2 separate regions of the Mus musculus genome follow, and region 2 is linked to region 1. The links are chromatin contacts, called in public ChIA-PET maps. All regions are on one chromosome and are shown on one strand. The core of a region is the stretch at or near the end of the contact, and the rest is flanking DNA. Distances in the headings are between cores, read along the strand shown. Region 1 overlaps Naaladl2 (N-acetylated alpha-linked acidic dipeptidase-like 2). Region 2 overlaps Naaladl2 (N-acetylated alpha-linked acidic dipeptidase-like 2).

The links. ChIA-PET counts read pairs in DNA pulled down with a chosen protein or histone mark.
Region 2: an SMC1A ChIA-PET map of the G1E-ER4 cell line shows a contact between it and region 1, with 19 read pairs. The contact joins two enhancer-like sites.

Annotation. Positions count from the first base shown.
Region 1 is chr3:23,925,449-23,930,496 of GRCm38.p6, reverse strand. The region is part of intron 11 of Naaladl2 (N-acetylated alpha-linked acidic dipeptidase-like 2); the gene reads left to right. Among named protein-coding and RNA genes, the nearest start is that of Gm42191, 12 kb to the left of the region's middle. Within about 2 kb of position 2,191, at least 11 of the 459 cell types and tissues checked have an H3K27ac peak or open chromatin away from gene starts, as enhancers often do. A contact at or near this core is called in the G1E-ER4 cell line, where this site is marked.
Region 2 is chr3:24,045,126-24,050,540 of GRCm38.p6, reverse strand. All of the region lies in intron 10 of Naaladl2 (N-acetylated alpha-linked acidic dipeptidase-like 2), which reads left to right. Among named protein-coding and RNA genes, the nearest start is that of Gm42191, 110 kb to the right of the region's middle. Within about 2 kb of position 1,965, at least 2 of the 459 cell types and tissues checked have an H3K27ac peak or open chromatin away from gene starts, as enhancers often do. A contact at or near this core is called in the G1E-ER4 cell line, where this site is marked.

The DNA.
Region 1 (5,048 bases), core at 942-3,441:
TCATGTATATTAACACACACTTTATATTATTTAGCAACCACTAAAATAATATTAAATAACTATGAAAAAAGTGATCAATCCTTTAAAATAAAGAGCAATTGTTTTCTTTACAGATTTGAATACAAATATAGCTATATATGATGAAAGTCATATATAAGAGTAATTTAGAGAAAAGCAAAAATCTTCTGTAGCTTATTGATGGTTTTTCTATCTTCTCTACTTCCCCTAGGGACTACTGTCTAATTCTGAAGAATATGAAATTTCTTAAATGTGTGAATTAATTCTAATGGAATCAGAGCATTTTGTAAACTGTCAAATATTTGAGATGAATTGTGGTTATATTTTTAATAAAAAACAGTCTATTTCTTCCCAGGGAAAGCAGAGTGAGGAAGAAGTTACTGCATTTAATTATTATAGATGGCCAATCTGAATAGTTCAAGCAAACATTATCTCATCCTCAGTAGGACATTTTTCTGCTTGAATCACTTTAATAATTGCTTTAGGTCTCAATGTTACCTGAGTAGGCGGTCTTCAGCTGTTGTTACATATTCACAGTTAAATTAGACTTGACTGGAAGAATGAGTCAGTCAGAAATTTTATGGAGAATTTTTAAGATTTGCAGGGATAGAGAAAGCCTTGTAACTGGACCACTAAAGAGTTACATGGCAGCACTGTTTTAATATTTCTACACTCTGTGGGGATATAACTTTGAGTGTGTTTATGCTTATGTTTGTGTGTGAACTATGTGTGTCCAATAAATATATATTTCAAAACTGGAAATATTAAACAGGACACTTTAAAGCAAAAGACACTCACTATTTTGCCTACAGTTGATATATATTTCATTGAAAGTCGATTGAAATGTAAAAAAGGGAGCTTTGTTTGCCTTCCTGGGTTTTTTGAATGTGGTAGAAATGCCATTGCATGTCTAGGGCCCTGTGATCTCATTTGACAGTGGAAAGCACACCAGGAGGTAAAGGTAGAGGCCTACAGAGTCAGCCTGAAGGAAGGTTTCAGCTGCATTGATACTGCAATTCATTTTGGTCACTGTTTTTAAAAGTATATACTTGACAGAACACCATTGTCTTTAGAAAAACTAAGAGCATGCAGCCCACATGGCTCACAAATGTGTGACTCCAAAAGAAAGACATCATAGTACTTGAACATGGCTTTTAAGATTTAAACTGTATTTCATTGTATATCTAGACTCAGTGACCATGAACTTGAAATGATGCCCACGATGCAGAATTGTTTATTAATAGGAACAGACTACCCTATTGCTTTATGCTTGTTGTAACTTGGAGTTTAAGGCTCAGTGATCTTCATTGTAATACCATTTTCCTGACTGAAACCAATTAATATGAACTGTAATTTACCCATGAGAAATAAATGACTCTCTCCTAATAGTTTAGTAGCTGCTGTTCCTGAGAAGTAAAAGAAGGCTGTATTCACTCTAATTTTCTCACCAAGAAAATGTCCATGCCAGGAGAATCCAAGCCTTAATTCCAGCAAAAACTTCTCAGTGAAATATGTAACAAATAAGTAGAAACAGAAACTTTCTAAAACTTGAGATCAGATAAGTCAGGACAACATGAAGACTCAAGGATATAGGAGAGAGAAGGCAGAAATTAAAACGATTGACTTCACAGACATTTGTCCTGACTGAGAAAGGAAAGGAAAATGATAATGAAGAAAAAAATCTTATTTTTATATAACATTGTCATTACTGGTCCTGGCACTTTAAGATCTCCGAAGAGTGCAGAAGTGTGCCAGGTTTACAGAAATTGCTTAAACATGTTACAGGCTCTGAGGTATTATAACCTCAACATCGCATTTCATGAAAGCTTTTCTCTTTTCAGAGCTGAGTGCCTTTAAAATGCCTTTTATGGCTACACATAAAAATGTTCATTTGTGTTTTCAACTGTATAAGAAATGTCGACTGTGTCAGTGAAAAGATTCTGTCCTTTGAGAACTCTAAAGGACTGTACAGGTCCCTGGACCTATCTTCTGCTCTAGAAATTGCTAGGTATTGAAGATTTAAAATCTCTTTGCAGAAGAAATGCACTGTCTAGTGCTGCTGTTCTCAACTTGTGAGTAGCAACCATCAGAAAGCTGCTGACAGTTAGGGTGTGGCTTCTGAACTCAGTCTAATCTCCTACAGACACGCCTAGAGCCTAACGTGATCTAGACCATATCCTGAGGCTGTCCTGGAGGCTTGTTTAGTCTTGTAGTGCTAGATCCTATCCAGTTGAAAGCAAGGTTAACGTTCAGATATCGTTTACACACTTGCTTCAGTTACTCCCATGTGAGATGCTGTCCACATTCATGCTTCTGTAAACTAAAGATAAAGTTACTATACTGCTGAGCCTTGTGTATCACAGGAGAAAGACAATGGCTATACCCATGTCTCCAGGTCCACTGGACATAATGTTCCAAGTTCCTAAACTTTACTGCTTTGTGTTGTTCTCTGTTATCAGAATAGTCTTGTGGGGCATTGGGCTATGCACAGACAGGCTAGTCTCCAGTTGAGCTGAGGTCTGAACCCTGGAGTGGTGATACTTTGCCTACATGACATGGTAGGCATTCCCTCATGCTCTGGAACTCTGGCTCCTGCCTAAGTTACTACCCCTTCCGCACCCCCCCTCCCCCAGCCCTCACAAGAGAAGCATGGCTAGAAGTCACATAGGCAATGTCCCAAGCTTCTGACCTTCAGGCTAAACTCCTCCCCAGTTACCTAGTAACAATAAAGACCATAAGAGGAGCTGTTTGGCCTCTCCTCATCTCGCTCACTCCTTTGTTCTCTTACCTCTCACTTCTCTCTCCTCTCTGTCTCCTCCTCTCCTCTCTCCTCTCCTCTCTACCTCTTACTCTCTCTTTCTCTCTAGCCTTTCCTCACCCTCTCTCTCTTCTACCTTCTCTCTTTCTCCCTGCCTTTCTACAATAAAGCTATAAAACCATAGAATGTCTCTGCTCATCAAGGCCCACTGCACTTGGAGGATGGGATAGGCTTTCTCCTAATGAGCCTTTTCTAATCTCCTGATGGAAGGCCTTCCTGTGCTCCCTCTCTTCTATAACTTTAGGAAAGTAGCCTTGGGACTCCCAGGTTGGGCTGCCCTTGTTCACCCCACCCCGCCCCCAGAAGAGTAGGTCAAAGGTTTGGATGCCCACCCCTGGCTGAGTAGAAAGCATGTGGCAGCCCTCCCATGCCTGCCTGACCAGAATATAGATGGAATTCTGGCGGGGTGTGGGTCTTTCCTCCCTCTCTTCCCCAGGCCCCCTTTTTAGTTTCAAACATAGTCTTTTATCACACCAGAAATTATATAAATATATTTTCTTATATCTTCAATATGTTTCAATTTGAGGATTGTATATGCGTAAGATTATGAGATAGATACATAATATTTATAAAATAAGTGCAGGATCATTAGCCTTGGTATCTCAGTTCAGATTCTTAAAGTCTGGATGGTTACATACATTCATCGTGAGCATGAAAAGTCCTTTTCCATACTCCTTAGAGTAGTTATAAGTGTAACTAAATGTCTGCTTCAGGTCAAGCCTCTACCACTCTTTGCAATGATTGGTGTTCAAATGGAATAGATTTAACATGACCCTGAGTGGAGAAGTAAAGAATTTCCCAGTCTGAAACTCTAATTTACATTGCAAAGACCTGGGTCCACATGCATATTCTTACATTCAACTGGGTTTTACTGTAAGCCGAATCCTAAGAAACGAACCAAGTTATCTGTTTCCTTGGTGTTAAATTTTTTCAGGACTAATACTTTCAGTTATTTCACAGGGACATATTGTCAAAATGTTGTCATGCTCTCCTGCTCAAAATTGTGCACCTCAGACAGTTTGACTATTAAATCCAGAAAGGAATCACTACAGATAAAAAGAAAATGAAATAAACATATTTACTCATGTGAACTTTAAACAAGGAAAAAATTCTAAATGTGAAGACATTTATGAATAAAGGAGATAAAATAACTTCGAATAGTAACTGGTTTTTTAATGTAATATTTCATAATATGCAATTTTTATTCGATTAAATAGATTACCAGTGCAGATATGAAAATTCTTATATAGTGAGAATAATGATAGTAACTTGTGACTAAAAGCAATTGTAGGAATAATTTACTGGCTTGGGTATTAGCACTTAAAGATTGAACTTACAGCATTGATAAATATTATTTATTAATTTTTATATAAGGCTGATGAAATAGCTAGGTCTTACAATCATGAGGATCCGAATTCAAGTTCTCAGCACTTATCTAGAAATGATATGCAGCTATTCACATCTGTAAACCTAACTTTGAAGAAGTAGATAGAGGTAGAGCCCTGAAGATCATTGACTACATTAGCCAGTCTGTGTTCTCCATGAGTCTTACTGAAAGCCAATCAAAGGTACTTGCAGCAGAGTCATGCCATAATTAGCTAATATCAGTTAAGGAATGAGAAGAACTATGTAAACTATAATATAACATTGAGCAAACTCAGTAATTAAGCTTGCATGCAATATCAAAGTGTAGTAATGCTATCTTAGTAGTAACTTTATTGCTTAATTTCATTTTTTTTAGAACCTAGTAAGAATAGGAGTTTTACTTATTAAACAAATAATATTACCTTAATGAATAGAAACTCTAAAGAAACTCTAAGGACAATTTTATAAATTATAATAGAGGCACTGCTAAAATTTGCTTGCAGAATGCAAATTTTCATTGACTATTGACTACTAAATATTAACATATTCAAAAGGAGAAAACTATTTAAGTTTAATAATATGCAAGTGTAGAGAATTTTTAATTGTATGCTTTAATGAAACTTCCCTGCTGTGAATATTAGTGGATATTTCAATACATACATATTAAATGCTATTTAAAGCAAAATATTAAAATAACTTTAAGTAATACATTGAAACTCGGGTTTTTAAGAATTTATATTATAAAGATATCTATTGCAATAATTTAAGATGCTATCATTGTAATATTTACTTCTTTAAAGTTCAAAAATATCTCTTTTCCTGTGACTATTTGGAAAAGATTATGTTT
Region 2 (5,415 bases), core at 716-3,215, 120 kb before region 1:
ATTCTGCTCATCTGACAAAAAAAAACACGAAGTAGAAAAGAAAACACTGTCATATACTGATGTTCTATGAAGCATTCTGCCTTGTAGAGACATTTCTTTGGAAGAGAAGGTTAAACCCCAATCAACAAATCAACAGTTACAGAGCAGGCTGGGAAGCTTTGATTGCACAACATATGAAATGGCTGTCACACAGGGAGCGCTATTAAAGTTGTTGTGCGCTTCCAAGAGCCTGAGGAGTAAACACAAGAAATTGAAATATGAGACAGATATCGGGAGAAAAAAACAAAGAATGGAGAAACTCTTAAGACCCAAATGGATAATTCAAAAATCATGCTTCAAATTGGTTAATATTTCCAGATGGCTGCAAGGAGGACAATTTTCCCATATGCTTGTCTTTTTTTAGAATTCAAAATATGAACATTTTTTCTGGATGGCTGTCATAATCAGATCAAAATATATATATCATAGGCACTATATTTTAACTCCAATGCTATTTACGGTAGTTGATCTGTATAATGACAAGTGGTATTATTAGGGCATAAGGACACATAATGAAATTTTATAATTTTTTTATAATAAAAATTTTAGTTTTATTAAAGTGGGTTTAATGGTAGGCTACATAATGGTTTGCCAATATTTAACTTCAGAGTACATGGCAAGTTTCATATGATTTGTTTAGACATATATTAATTTAAATGTATGCATTCTATATTTAGCAATTTTATGCAGTTTTTATAAAATTAGTAGTATGCCAGAAGTTCAATATATATAAAACCTAAGGTTTCTTCCCTCCATGCAATAGTAACGGAGATTGGAACTTAGAGAATAGATACATTCAAGTAAACTCAATACAATAAAAGTTTTCTTAAAGTGCTCACTGACAGTTTTGATTCCTTCGAAGCACAACGGCCAGTGCTCACAGATCAGGGACACTCATACTTATGGTTAGTAGTTGTCTTGGTCAGGGTTTCTATTCCCGCACTAAAATCATGACCAAGAAGCAGTTGGGGAGGAAAAGGTTTATTCAGCTTACATTTCCACCTTGCTGTTCATCACTGAAAGAAGTCAGGACTGGAACTCAAGCAGGTCAGGGAGCCGGAGCTGATGCAGAGGCCATGGAGGAATGTTCTTTACTGGCTTGCTTTCCCTGGCTTGCTCAGCCTGCTTTCTTATAGAACCAAGACTACCAGCCCAGAGATGGTCCTACCCACAATGGGCCTTTCCCCCTTGATCACTAATTGAGAAAATGCCTTACAGCTGGATCTCATGGAGGCATTTCCTCAACTGAAACTTTCTCTGTGATAACTCCAGATGTGTCAAGTTGACACACAAAACCAGCCAGTATAGTAGTAATTATGAGTTTGATGGGTATCACCTAGCAGATGAGTCTCTGGATATGCCCATAGAATGTTCTCTTAAGTTAAATGAGGTTAGAAATAACCATCTTCTTTTGGGGGTTTTCTGAATGGACTAAATGGAGCAGCAGTAAGCATTCAGTGCTTTCTGTGTCTTGATTGTGGATATGAAGTGACCAACTATCTCAAATTCCTTTCACTATGACATCATAGTATGGCATTACTGTGAATTATGAGCTAAACTTAACCAATTTGTTTTTTTTTTTTTTTTTTGTCATGACTCTCCTGCTTTACGCAGGTAGGGAAATTATGATCAGAATGAGGTCAGAATGAAGTGCCACAGCCATTTGTCATTCTAGCTGGTACTCGACCAAGACTTGTAGAATCTGGCCCAGATCATTTAACTTTAGACATAATTAAGAACAGTACAGTGTTTCAAAAAAAAAATCCTGATAACAATTAACCACCCCATGCATATAACAAAGCTTAAGATATGTTTATATTGAAGTTCTTAGTAAAATATATGGCTTCATTCTTAAAATAGTTTCTTGTTGAGTTAGAAACAATGCTGTAGACAAGGGTCTAGAGAGAATTAGTGAGGTAATTGTAATTCCTGTGAGAGTCAGGATGGTCCTGGACCTAAGATAAAATAGACTTCACTTAGGCTGTTTTAAAGCCCAAGTGGACTCACTTGTAAGGACATGTTTTGTGGTCTAAGTGTGATGCTCAAGCTTTTAAGAGATAAGGAAAGACACTGTATGAGATAAGTAAATTCTGGGAGATAGAGCAGAGCATGTCTTCTCAGATAGGAAAGGATCACCAGGTTGTAAAACTCCATCATTCTGGGCATTCCAGGGAGAGCAGCTGAGCACCTTATTCCACTGAAGAGATAAGCTGTATGTTTAGCTTTCCTGGTTTCTCCAGTGCTTGTAGGTATGCACATGGCACTTTTGCCCTCTACAGTTTACTCCAGGAGTTCATTTTCTCACAGATTTTATCATAGCAACATGAAAAGAAGTCAAGGCATTTTGCATGTGAGATGCTGTCTGAGGTTGGACATCCCTGTGTTCAGGGATGCATGCCTGATGTCCATGCTACATAAGCAGCTTATTCATAATATATTTTTGGCTTAAACTTGCAAAACATGAGTATAGAAAACTTACTTGAGAGGTCTCTATTGATGTTATTATAAAAGGTGACATACTACCAGCAAAATGTAATATGGAAAGAGGCAATTCTAAAATAATAGAAAATTAGTCATAATTAAATGCATCCTAAGTTGTTTTCATATGTGTTGCTAAAAGCCCCATTTTTAAAAAAAAATCACATCAAAACACTGACTGTTAAGTATACACTCAGAGTTTTTCAAATATAGTATTTATATGTTCATTTTTCTGTTATTTGATAGAGCTCTCTAATTAATTAACCAATAAAGAAAAGGCTCATACTATTGGCTAAGTGGATACTCTATTCAGCAATAGAGTCAAAGTAATGAGGAAAATTATACTTCTTAAAAAATCAATTATGACATTTTACCAGATATCATTGTCTTAAAACCACTTTACACATATAGTCAAATTTATTTTTTGTACTTAAGCTAATCTCTGAAGAAATTGATAGGATCCCTACTTTCTTTAAAATTGAAACAACCACCACCACCTCCTCCTCCTCCTCCTCCTCCTCCTTTCTCTCTCTCTCTCTCTCTCTCTCTCTCTCTCTCTCTTCCTTTCTCTGTTTATTTTTGAGACAGGGATTGCCTATGTAGCCCTGGCTATCCTAGAAATTACTACACTGACCAGACCTCAAAGTCAGAGATCTGCCTGCTTTTGAGTTCAGTTACAAACTAAAAGAAATGTGTCACCATCACATTGCTTAATACTATTTCTTAAATATTTTTCATCTTACACTATCTCCATACACCATCATAAAACTATGATGCTTAATTTATATTTTCCTAGTTATGCTTAGAAAAAAGTTGGTAATGAGTTATATTGACCATTTTCAAAGGTAAAGAACACTATAAATTGGTAATATGAAGTCATTGTGGTATGGATGGATATTAGCGTTTCCTTGAATTCTATATCCTATTGTGAAATAAAATGTATGACTTAATTCTAAGCTCCACAAGTATACATTTCATGTAACTGATGCAAATACTAAAAGGAAACATTAAATCTTTGTTGATGATAAATAATATTATCCTCTACTATATAGACCCAAGGATTATCAGAACTGGTAAACATCTTTAGCCAAATAACTGAATGCAAAAATCAACACATGAGAATCAGTAGCATTTTCACATGAAACAAGAAAGGAAGAGAGCAGTTCTCTTCAAAAGATCTTCAAAATTACTATAGGTAAACATGTCCAAAAATTTGATAGAGTTCTTTCAAAGAAAGGAAGTAAAAATGAAATGAACTCTTTTTGAGAAAGTAAGAAATGCTGCTGAAAATGTGGGGGAAATAGAGCCTATAAACCCTGTTGGTGAGTGCAGATATTCCTGCAGATACTCTAAAACATTAGGGAAGATTTTAAAATGAGCAAACCTCAATGTAGAACCAGACATGGCCCTCCCATTTTACTTGTGTTTATGGAACTGAAGGACTCAAGGCAACATGTCTCTAGAAAACTCTGAATTCACAATCTTCTACACTTGCCCCTGTCATTGCTGAAGGACTCAAGGCAAAATGACCCTAGAAAATTCTGCATTCATAATTTTCTGTACTTGTCCTGGTCATTGAATGAATTAATCAGCCCAGAATTCCATCAGCAAGTGAATAAACATAGAAAATATGATTGTGGGTGGCTAGATAGATAATAGTAATATCCGCAAATATATGCACATGGATAGATGATTCATATCTTGTATTCAGTGTAATTTTGTTCACAGTAAGGAAAATGATTACATTGTTAGAACATGTATACAACTGAAGACCATCATATTAAATCAAGTAATTTGGACATAGAAGGACAAATATCATGTTTTCATTCACTTGTAGGTCTTAGAATTCCTTATACATATAAAAGCCCATTATTATATGTTCAACAGGAAAGCAGATCAGAGCAGAATAATGGAGGCAAAAAAGGTGAACAGCTAAAGTGGGGGTGGTAGGGAGAATCAATATGTTCAAACCCAAGAAAATAAAGCAGAAAACATGTTAAAATCTATCAATGACAAATCTGGTTTCCAATTTTGAAAATGAAGATATAATGATTGCTCTGCTGGTCAGACATACTGTGCAGACACATCTCACAGCTTTAGATGATGTGGTCATATCTTGCATGTTTCCTAATTTTGTGTTGGAGCCAATTTCTTTGGAGGTGGAAATGGACCTGCTCATCTTGTTGAACCCCTGTGTTAATGGCACATTTCCATGAAATAAGTATTTTTAGAACTAAAAACATTTGGGGAACCATTTTAGATAAATTTTAAACATACAATGAAAATCTTACAAGACATTTGCTTGCCAGTAAGACACTCCAGAGGGAAGTATGTATCTGGAGCTCGGCATCTGTGATGACCATGACCACAACATGACTTACTCAACTTGTTCATGCTTCCAAGTGTCATAGCTTTGCAGTGTTAGTGTGGTTGTTTGTCTGCTTTGCTTTTAATCTCTCTCCCTTTCTGTCTCCATTTCTTTTCTCTTTTTTGACAAGGTTTCTCAGTGTAGCCTCAGCTATCCTCGAACTTGCTCTATAGATGAGGCTGGCCTAAACCAGACTTCATCTATATCTTTAACTATATGTAGATCTTCCAAGTCTATTTTACAGAAACTTACAATTTTGTGCGTTTTCCCCTGATAAGCAAATATTTTTGTAAAAACTATAAAGGAAGTTACATCTATGAAATCTCTTAAGTGTTCAAAACATCAGATAAAAGTCAAAGCTACTTGCTTCATAGAGATCTCTGAAACCTCCCCCTGGAATTTTGTGCCTCCATGTAAGTCTCCTGAGAGAGGCAGTTGTCTTTGGTCTTCTTTCATGGTGCATCTGTCTCTGTGATATTAAATTAATAGAGAGAATTCCACTGAAAGAGAACAAAGGATTTGTAAGCATT